Regions from separate parts of the Ovis aries genome. Here region 1 is linked to region 2. Evidence: chromatin contacts called from public Hi-C data. All regions are on one chromosome and are shown on one strand. Each heading gives the region's core, a stretch centred on a gene start, on an enhancer-like site or on the middle of the called end of the contact. The rest is flanking DNA. Distances are from core to core; before and after follow the strand shown. Region 1 holds the start of SPOCD1 (SPOC domain containing 1). Region 2 holds the start of TMEM39B (transmembrane protein 39B).

The links. Hi-C and Micro-C count contacts between places; a contact is called where the count stands out from the background.
Region 1: a contact with region 2 is called in a Hi-C map of hypothalamus, with 6 times the contacts expected there. The contact joins the promoter of SPOCD1 here to the promoter of TMEM39B in region 2. A contact is called at or near these places in 6 of 16 Hi-C or Micro-C datasets (hypothalamus, liver, muscle and 3 more).

Annotation. Positions count from the first base shown.
Region 1 is chr2:235,638,211-235,643,160 of ARS-UI_Ramb_v3.0, forward strand. It overlaps SPOCD1 (SPOC domain containing 1), which reads left to right and starts at 3,429. Exons shown (of 16, transcript XM_042245003.2): 1 at 3,429-3,522; 2 at 4,075-4,950. The coding sequence starts at 4,114.
Region 2 is chr2:235,425,107-235,429,758 of ARS-UI_Ramb_v3.0, forward strand. TMEM39B (transmembrane protein 39B) reads right to left here and starts at 3,319. Exons shown (of 8, transcript XM_027965359.3): 1 at 1,311-3,319; 2 at 586-805; 3 at 1-24. The coding sequence starts at 1,480.

The sequences.
Region 1 (4,950 bases), core at 2,179-4,678, 210 kb after region 2:
GGTTCGATCCCTGGGTCGGGAAGATCCCCTGGAGAAGGAAATGGCAACCCACTCCAGTACTCTTGCCTGGAAAATCCCATGGTCAGAGAAGCCTGGTAGGCTACAGTCCATGGGGTCGCAAAGAGTTGGACATGACTGAAAGACTTCACTTCACTTCACTTCACCAAAAGTCTACAGCAAATATTGCGAAACTTTAGAAATTTACCATTTAAGTAAAAAAAAAAAAAAAAAATTCCCATGCGTCTATTCAAAATGGCACTACAAGTGCTACACAATGCAAGAAGATTAGAAAAAGAAATATGACATATAATGAAAATGCAGGCTAAATAGAAGATATCAAATAAAGAAGGGAACTATAACTCTAATGCAATACAAGATGAAATTGTTATTATTTTCAGACCTAATGATCATACAGTTACATATAATTACAAGAAACCAATAGAAAAATTATTACAATTAATGAGAGAGTTCAGCAAAATTTCTGGATACACAGTTCACAAAATATAACTGTCTTCTTTTTCACTGGTAATAAACAAGTGGAAAAGTAAGAAGAAAAAAGTAACAAAGATTACAGAGCACAAAATAACTTAATAAAAATGCACAATGTTTTGGTGGAGAAAAATCACAAAATTGAATAGAAAGTATGGAGAGAAATAAATCAAATTTATAGGTTAGAAGATTCAGTATTATACATATTCAGTTATACCTCCAATCTGTACATTAAATGAAATTTTAGTATAATTCCAAACAGAATTCTTCAGGGAACTTGAAAAAATGGTTCTACCATTCATATGAAAGAATAAAGGTATGTAGACAGCTAAGACAGTTATGAAAAATAGGAACCAAGTAGGGGATAGGACTTGCCCCCGAGGTATCAAGATGTTATCACAAGACCATAGTATTAAAATAATGGCATATTAGTTAGGAATAGACAACTTGATCACTAGAACAGAACAAAGAATCCAGAAATAAACCCAGGCGTTACTGGGAACAAGGTATACGTCAGAGACGTCATGAATCAGTAGAGGAATCAGCACACAATTCAGTAAAGGGCATTGGGCCAAAACCGGGCAAAACTTTACCTTGATCACTTTGTATGACAAGACATTTAGAATATCAGGAGACAGTGAGACCTGCTGGGTTTTTAAACCAATTTACTAAAAGTAAATTAAAAGAGGTAAACATAGGATTAATATAGGTTAAGGATATAGACCACATACCCAGCCCTCAGTTTCCCTCATTAACATATGTTTGCTTTTTAAATTCAACATCATGTCTTTGAGATATTGGATAGGCTAAAAAGTTCATTCGGGTTTTTCTGTAACAACGTATGGAAACCTTGGCTTGAAGTAGCACTATTTGTTATCAGTCACCATTGCCCTTTTATCCTCTATGCCATGTGATACCTCTGCTTCTCCTTTCCTTGTCCAACTGTGGGAGACTTTCATTATCTAAATGGGCCAGAAAAATAGTCTACTTGGTCTTAATGGCCCTGGTCCATGTCTCTGCCATCATGACCAGGATATTCCACAGGGTGAAGTCATCTTCAAAAATTTTTCTTTAGAGCAGTAATTGTGGTCATTGGTAACATCCAATCTCACCTCTTAACCTCATTTGTGACCTTGACGGCCATATAATTAGAGTTTTCAATATAGATCACACTACAGCTTCCTTTTTTTCCCCTTAGATTTTATTTTCTAGAAGAGTTTTAGATTTGGAGGGGAAAAAATGAAGATTGGTACAGAGAGTTTCCATATACCCAGCACTCTATTTCCTTCATTAACATTTTCTTGCTTTCTAAATTCAACATCATGTCTTTAACATCCAACATCTTTATTGGATTGGCTAAAAACTTTGTTCGGGTTTTTTCATAACATCGTATGGAAACCTGTATGAACTTTTTGGTCAAGCCAATATTTAAATGTATTAATTCTAACTGAATGTAGTAATCCCATTGACTGGAAGCTTCTTGTGGTCTCACATGGCACAAGTTTCATGCTGGGGAATTTCATCTACCTCTCAGTCAAATCTCTAGTTCTACAGTGAAAGTACTTACATAGTATAATGTTATAAATGGGGCTTCCCTGGTGGCTCAGTGGTAAAGAATCCACCTGCCAAAGCAGGAGACACGGGTTCTATCCCTGGGTGGGGAAGATCCCCTGGAGGAGGGAATGGTAACCCACTCCAGTGTTCTTGCCTGAAGAATCCCATGGACAGAGGAGCCTGGCAGGCTACAGTCAATGGTTTTGCAAAGAGTTGGACATGACTGAGCCACTAACACACGACAACTAGAGAAAGCCTGCGCAATCAAGACCCAGAGCAGCCAGGAATAAATTAATTATTTTAAAAAGTCAGCAACATTTCTTTTAAAAAAGATATATATATTTATTTGGCTGCACTGAGTCTTAGTTGTGGCATGCACGATCTTTAGTTGCAGCCTGTGAACTCTTAGTTATTGCATGTGGGATCTAGTTCCCTGACTAAGGATCAAACCCAGGCCCCCTGCATTGGGAGTGTGGAATCTTAGCCACTGGACCACCAGGGTAGTTCCAGATGGAATTTTTTTTTTTTTTTAAATTTCAAGAAAGACTCCAAAAGCAAAATTTGGATTTCTTAAGCACATGCAAGATAGTCATACAGCATTTACAGTGTACAAGGAATTATACAAGTCTAGAGATGACAAGTATTGGGGAGGATGTACATAGATTACATACAATGGCTATGCCATTTGGTATAAGGGACTTGAGCATTCCAGAATTCTGGTGTGCCTGAGAACTGGAGAACTGAATTCTCCAAGCAAAGGGACGACTGTAATAGCAACTAGTCGAAAACCAAAAAATATATGTAAATATAAAAGACAAAAACTGGGAGGAGCAAACAGGAAGGATCGGTAATGAAATCACACAGCAGTTAGTCAATCAACACTGTTAGCCTGGCGAGCTGCAGTCCATGGGGTGGCAAAGAGAGGAACACAACTGAGCGACTGAACAACAAAGACATTAATAAACCAAGGAATAGAAGTATGAGTATATTATTCATAATCACATGAATAAAAAAAGAAAGAAAGTTGTTCTCAAGAGCTGGGCAAGTGAGAGGACACTTTTAGGTTTTAATTTCTAACCTTTCTGTTGGGGTTGGGTGTTGCGTGTTCATCTACATAAATTATATTTGAGACAACAATAATTAAAATAAATAATTGAGAAAAAAATGTAGATCTGATTCTGATACTCCTCTAGAGGTTCAGGTGCTTTCAGTAACGCCCCATTGCCGTAGGATCAAGATGAAACTCTCACGCAGGCATTCAAGGCCCTTTCTCGCCAGGCACTTCCTCCCGGAAGCCCTTGGGTGGGAGAGGGCGCCCTCTGCCGGAGCAGCGACGCCAGCACGCCCGAGGTCCCGCCCTTGGCGTATCAACAGACTCCGCCCCCATCCCTCGGGGGCTCTCCGCATCATGTGATCTCAGCCCCTTTTCCCCTGGGTGTCGAACCCCGAGAAGGGGAGCCCAGAGACCCCAGACCCCAGGTGAGAGCGAGTGGGTTGGTGGGTTCTGGGTTCCCTGAGCGGTGGGAGACTGCCTGGTCAGGCTGGGAACGTAATTGGGAATGTCTCTCAGGCGCAGCCTGATGTGAGGGTGATGGACAATTAACCTGAGTGATTTAGAGCTGGTCTTTTTTTCCGGGGCCGAATCCCGTGTCTTCCACTTTTTATCTGCGCGTGGCCTTGGGCGAGCCACTGGATATCAGTTTCCTCGCCTGTGGCTGGCAGCATGAAATGAAATAATGCACAGAAGTACATCATTCATAAATGATAACTTGTTTTTAAAGCTCATACAAGCAAATATGTGAACTCTCGGAAGAGGGGAAGACCTCATAAAAGGTGGCTGTAGCTCAACCCTGTTTGGAGACAGGCCTCCCCTCCCTCATCTGGGGCACTGTGTCCCGCTGGGGTGCTTATGTCAGTGGTTCCTGGGTGCCCTGGAGGTGCCACCTATAAGGGAGGCTGCCTCCGAGGTTCCCATTGACTTGGTGTCCTGAGTGGGCGGGCAGGTCAGACCCCCCTCTTATCTCCTCACAGGGCCTACCTTCGGCACTGGGCCCGTGGAGGCAAACAGACATGTCTCAGGAGGCGGCTCCAGTGGGCCCCAGCACGGAGGACCCCGTTCTCAGTCCCCTCAACAGCCTTGGACTTTTCCAGGAGGACATGGAAGAAACCAGCTCCATGTCAGGCCTGGCACCAGACCTGTCAGGAGAGAGCTCGAGGGACCCCGTTTGTGCTGGCAGTGGGAAGAGGGTCCTCAGGGAAGAGTCTGGTCAAGGTGCCAGCTCCCAGGCAGTGGGTGCTCCTGGGGGTAGCCCAGAGGCCACGGCCCATCCTGTGGTCCTGGGGCTGCAAGCTGTGGGACAGAGCTGGAATTTGGTGCCCAGCCCCAGGCTCTGCTGTCACCTACCCACAGAGCCTACCCAGGGGAGGGCTCAGGCCTTCAAGAGGGTCCAGATTATTCTGCATGACATCTTAGCAGGAAGTTGTCCCAGGAATCTTTGTAGTGGGTGTGTGGGGGCAAGAAAGAAAAGCAGGAAGTCTGAGACCCCCTCAGAGGGTCAGGAAGGTAGCTTCTTACAGCTTGGTCAGAGCCCTAGTGGGAACAAGCCCCAGGCTGTGGAAGGCCCCCTGCGAGGTGCTGACGTGGCGTCCTTGGGAGGCCCGTGCAGTCCTCTCTCTTGCAAGGACACTGGGTCTGGGCCTGGACACCCAGGTGGAGGTTGGGTGGACTGTGACTCAGGGATTGAGAAGTTTGAATATTTGCCCACTGTAAGGGGTGGGACCCTGCCAGGCAGCCCCTGGGACCCTGTGAACTCCCCTGTGCCCACTGGAGGACTGTCACTTCAGCTAGCTGCCCGGGATCCTCTCCAGAGCCCTGAGCTGTGCCCAGGAGGGTCTGGAAAGGCTTCC
Region 2 (4,652 bases), core at 2,069-4,568:
GTTGAAGTCGATCAGGTGGAAATTCTGTCGGGGGCAGAGGCTGGGGTTCACGTGGGCCCCCTGCCCATATGTGGGCTTTTCATGAGCCCACCTCCCCCTGCCCAGTCCTTTCCATTGGGACTGTCCCCACTCTCTGACCTTCACAGGCCTCCAGCTGAGTCAGACCAGGAAAATACCTAGAGGAGTGGAACAGGACCCAGAGGAGGGAAGTGGGACAGTCCCTGGAGACAAGAGAGTGGCGTGTGAGCCCTCCTGCTCTGCTCACCCAGCCCCTGCCCCGCTCCTGCACAGAGCTCATTCCTCTCCTTGAAATAACCATGTATGCCTGCTCCCCCACAGGACTTAAGACTCTGTGCTCCTTGACACAGAATCTGAGTCAGATTCATCTCTGCTGCCCTTACGGTGTGTAGAGTGGTGCTGAGCACATCGGGGTGAGTGCTCAGATGTCATCGGTTCCTTTTACACCTCCCATGCCCAGTGTGAGGCCAAACACACAGGGTGCTGGGCGAGATAAGCTAAACTGAAACCAAACGTGTCACTCACTCACATACACGCACACACAGCGGGGCCTAGCTGGGCACCTACCAGGGAGGTGTGGGAGGGCGGGTGGGAGGGCGGATACCACCACACTGTCTTGTAGATGTTGATGTAGTGGACGAAGAGGGCTATGAGCTGGCAGAAGAAGAGCTGCAATTCAAACAGAATGCTGGCCTGGACTGGCAGCTCAGGGATCTTGCAGTGCTGCAGGGGCACGACAGTCTGGGTGGCCAGTGGAGGGCTGGAGAGGCCCGTCCCCGAACTGCTCCTGGGGGTGAGAGGGCACAACATCAGAAGCTGACTGGAGAACCCTACCAAGAGGGGCTTCTGAGGCACAGGACCGTGGGGCAGGCTCAGAAAAGCAGCCGGCAGCAAGGATGGATGGAGTCCTCCAACTTCTTCTGCCTCTCAAAGAAGCTGACAGAGCCTTTCCCTATCCTTCCCTCATCTTTTTCAGGCTTTCCAACATTCCCCAGGAAGGAAAGGAAAGGTGAGGAGAAGGGGGCCCAGAGAGGGAAGACAACTTGTCCAAGCCACCAGTGAATTAGGAGCAGAACTGTGAGTGGAATCCAGGCCTTTGGGTTTATTATACTATGTCCCAAGGTGTCTGTCCCAGGGACCGCCCTCACCCAGGGACTTTTCTGCTGCTCCCTGCCCTTTAAGCCCCCATCTGGCATCTGGGGTATCACATCCTAGGGCTCAATCAGGGAGAGCTCTGTCCAAACTGCTCCTCTGAGCCCACAGGGAAGTACAAGAGATAGCAAGTAGTTTACCTGGTGCGGGAACGGACACTGGTGACCGATGCGCTGGAAGTGTGGCCCCCACCCGAGCCCCCAGAGGATCCTGGCTCACAGAGTGGATTTCGACAGTAGGATGTCCTGTTGGGACCTCTTCGTCCTCCTGCGGGGCTCAACATAAGGTAGATCCTCAAGCCAGAAGGCATATATCAAAGATAACAACCTGGTGTCTCATTTCGTCCCTCAATCCCAGAGACCCATGATCGGTTCCCCCGCCTACCGCTTCAAACACATCTCCTGCCATTCTCTGCCTCGACCCCATGCTTCAGCCAGCCTAGTCTTTCTCTCCTTGAGCAAACCAAGCTTACTGCTACCTTCTGCGCTTGCTGTACTCTCTAGAGTACAGCATTCCCTGCCATTCTGTAGGTATCTGCCTCCTTAACTATCTTATTTCCATTTTTCTTTTCACAGTTCATTCTTCATCTTATTCATTTGTTAACATATTTTCTGCCTATCTTTTCCACTGGAATGGAAGGTCAGTGAGGTCTGTCTCTTTCACTGCTGTATCCCCTCCCTCTACCACAGTGTCCAGCCTAAGAGTAAGTGCTCAATAACAACATGTTGATGAGGGAATGAGTTCTGCAAGGTAGATTCCCAGATTAGTAAATTCAGTTTACACGGAGTCAAAGGTGGTATGGGGGTCTGGGTCCTGTGCTCTTCGAGCTGGTATACGCAGCTCCTTTGGGATACTACTGCAAGTCCCTGTAGGCTTACGATTCCTCCAGGACCCAAGATCTGGCTTAACGGGCATCCTGAACTCTCACAGTCAGGATTCAGGGCCTGAGCAAGTGTCAAGGGAGAATGGCATGGTTGTGAACCTAACACAGACCTACAAACTCTTTCTCTCCGCTGAGCAATTTAACCCAAGCTCCCAGGTCCTGCAAAAAGCTCCTGCACAAAGCTCCTAGGCACCACCACAGTCCTAAAGTTATGTGTGTGCTTAGTCACTTAAGTCGTTTCTGAAAGTTAATGTGTGTGTTCAGTGAGACCCCATGGACTGTAGTCTGCCAGGCTTCTCTGCCCACAGGATTTCCCAGGTAAGACTACTGGAATGGGTTGCCATTTCATTCTCCAGGGATCAACCCTGTGACTCCAGCATTGGCAGGCAGATTCTTTACCGCTGAACCACCTGGGAAGCCCAAAGTTAAAGCCTTGTTCATATCTCCTCACGACCGCACAGCAGCCTCCACAGACACACACACCCCTTGCCCTAGCTTTTCTGCCTGGAAGCTTTACCCCAACGTTTCCAAAAAAGTTCTTGTCCAGGAACTTTGCCCGCAACTAGCCCCAGTAGCGCCAAAGTTCTGTTCATGTGCTACTGTACCTGGCTTAGAAAACCCCACACAGGCACCCTCACTCCAAATGCTCTACCCACACCCACTCTCCTCTCTTTAGAAGCTCTGCACCCACATATAGCCTCTCAGCCCAGAAGCCCCGCCTACACACAATTGTCAGCTCAGAAAACCCGCCCACAAGCCAATAGAAGCTCTCTGCCCAGAAGCCCGGCTCCAGAGGGGGCTCCCTTCATCTGGAAGGTCTCCTTTCCGCCCCACCTCCCCAGTATAAAGCCCCCACTGCCCAGAAAATTTGCCCCTCTACCAGGGCCTACAGGCTAGGAGCTCCACCCTTAGCATGAAGGCCACGCCCACCGGCAGCCCCGCCCCACTCTAGCCCGGGACAGTGGGTCCTCATCAAAGCCCCCAGGAACCTCCGCATTTTAGAAGCCCCGCCCACCCCTCCAATGTCCCGCCCCCACAACAGAAGCCCCACCCGCAAAACGACAGGAGGGGGCGGGGTCCCCCTGGGCCCAACATCCCCTCCCCCTCCCCTCGCCGGGATCCTGTCCGCGTGGGGGAGCAATTAGCAGCCCGGCCATCCTGACCCTGGGGTCCGCCCGTTCCCGGGCCAAGCCGGACCCGTGCCGCTCACCCATCTCCTCCCCCCGGCGCTCTCCGCTTCGCCGCCGCAGCTCCTGCGGGCAATATGTCGGAGGCGACGGCGGCCGGGAGAGGACTAACCGCCGCAGCCCAGTCCCCGGGTATCAGCTGCGCGCTCCCGCCCCGCCGCCAAATTTGCATACAAGGCGGGCTAGAAGCTGAGAGCGCGCTTCTTAAAGGGACCGCCCTGGACAAAGGCAGTGCCGCGCGCTCTTTGTCTCGCGGTCTCCCACGCCCTTCCTGCAAATGCTGCTGGAAAACCCGAGAGGGAGGAGAACCTATCTCCATCTCTTCCCTTGCCTGCCTTCTCCTAGCACCTTTTCAGGGCCGAGGGAAGGGGCCAGAACCTCATCTTGGTTCCTGCATCCATGAGTGATCCACTGGCTCCTCAAACTGATCGCGTCCCAAATTGGACTTTCATCTTTCTCTTTGGTCTTACTGCTCTTAGTCCATCCCAATGAAAACTTGGGAGTCATTTCCCCCTTTTCCTTCTACCGCCGTATCCAGTCTTCCACCTAGTCTTCCTGATGGTCAGTTCAGTTCAGTCGCCCAGTCGTGTCTGACTCTGCGACCCCATGGACTGCCGCTTGTCAGGCTTCCCTGTCCATCACCAACTCCCGGAACTTGCTCAAACTCACGTCCGTCGAGTTTGGACATCGAACCACCTCATCCTCTGTCGTCCCCTTCTCCTTCTGCCTTCAGTCTTTCCCAGCGTCAGGGTCTTTTCTAATGAGTTAGCCCTTCGCATCAGGTGGCCACAGTATTGAAGCTTCAGCTTCAGCATTATTTCTCACTTCTGAGAATATGTGAGGAAGAATATCCTTCTTTCACTACATTAGTTCAACTCCTGATTCTACCAGTTCCAAGACTTGGGAGTCCTGTTTCTTGCTCTTTACTGGTAACTTTCACCTTACAGGGCTTGGTGAGGATTAAATGGAATAATGCTTGTAGAACAGAGTCTGTTTTGATAAATGTTAGCCGTCATTACTGTTAAGATGTATGGCAAGCGCTTAACACAGAGGGAGCTCTCAATAAATGAGCTGTTACTAGTAGTTGTTATCATTTCTTCCCTCATAAGACCTCTAAGTTGTCTCCATCATCTGGTACCTCCATCAATTAGCAGTGTTTGGCACATAATAGACAACAATTTCAATTAATTAAATGATTTAGGTATTTAATTAATAGAAATTCACAAAGCCTACAGTTAAGTGGGAGGAGATGGGTGTAAAAAATATAGTAAAAAATATAGAAAGGAATGACTGCGGTGGAGGAAAACAGGAAAGGGGGATGGGAGGTTGCAATTTTAAACAAGGTAGTCAGTAGGTTTCACAGAGGTGACTTTTGAACAAACACTTGAAGGAGAGAGTGAGTCAGTCATGTA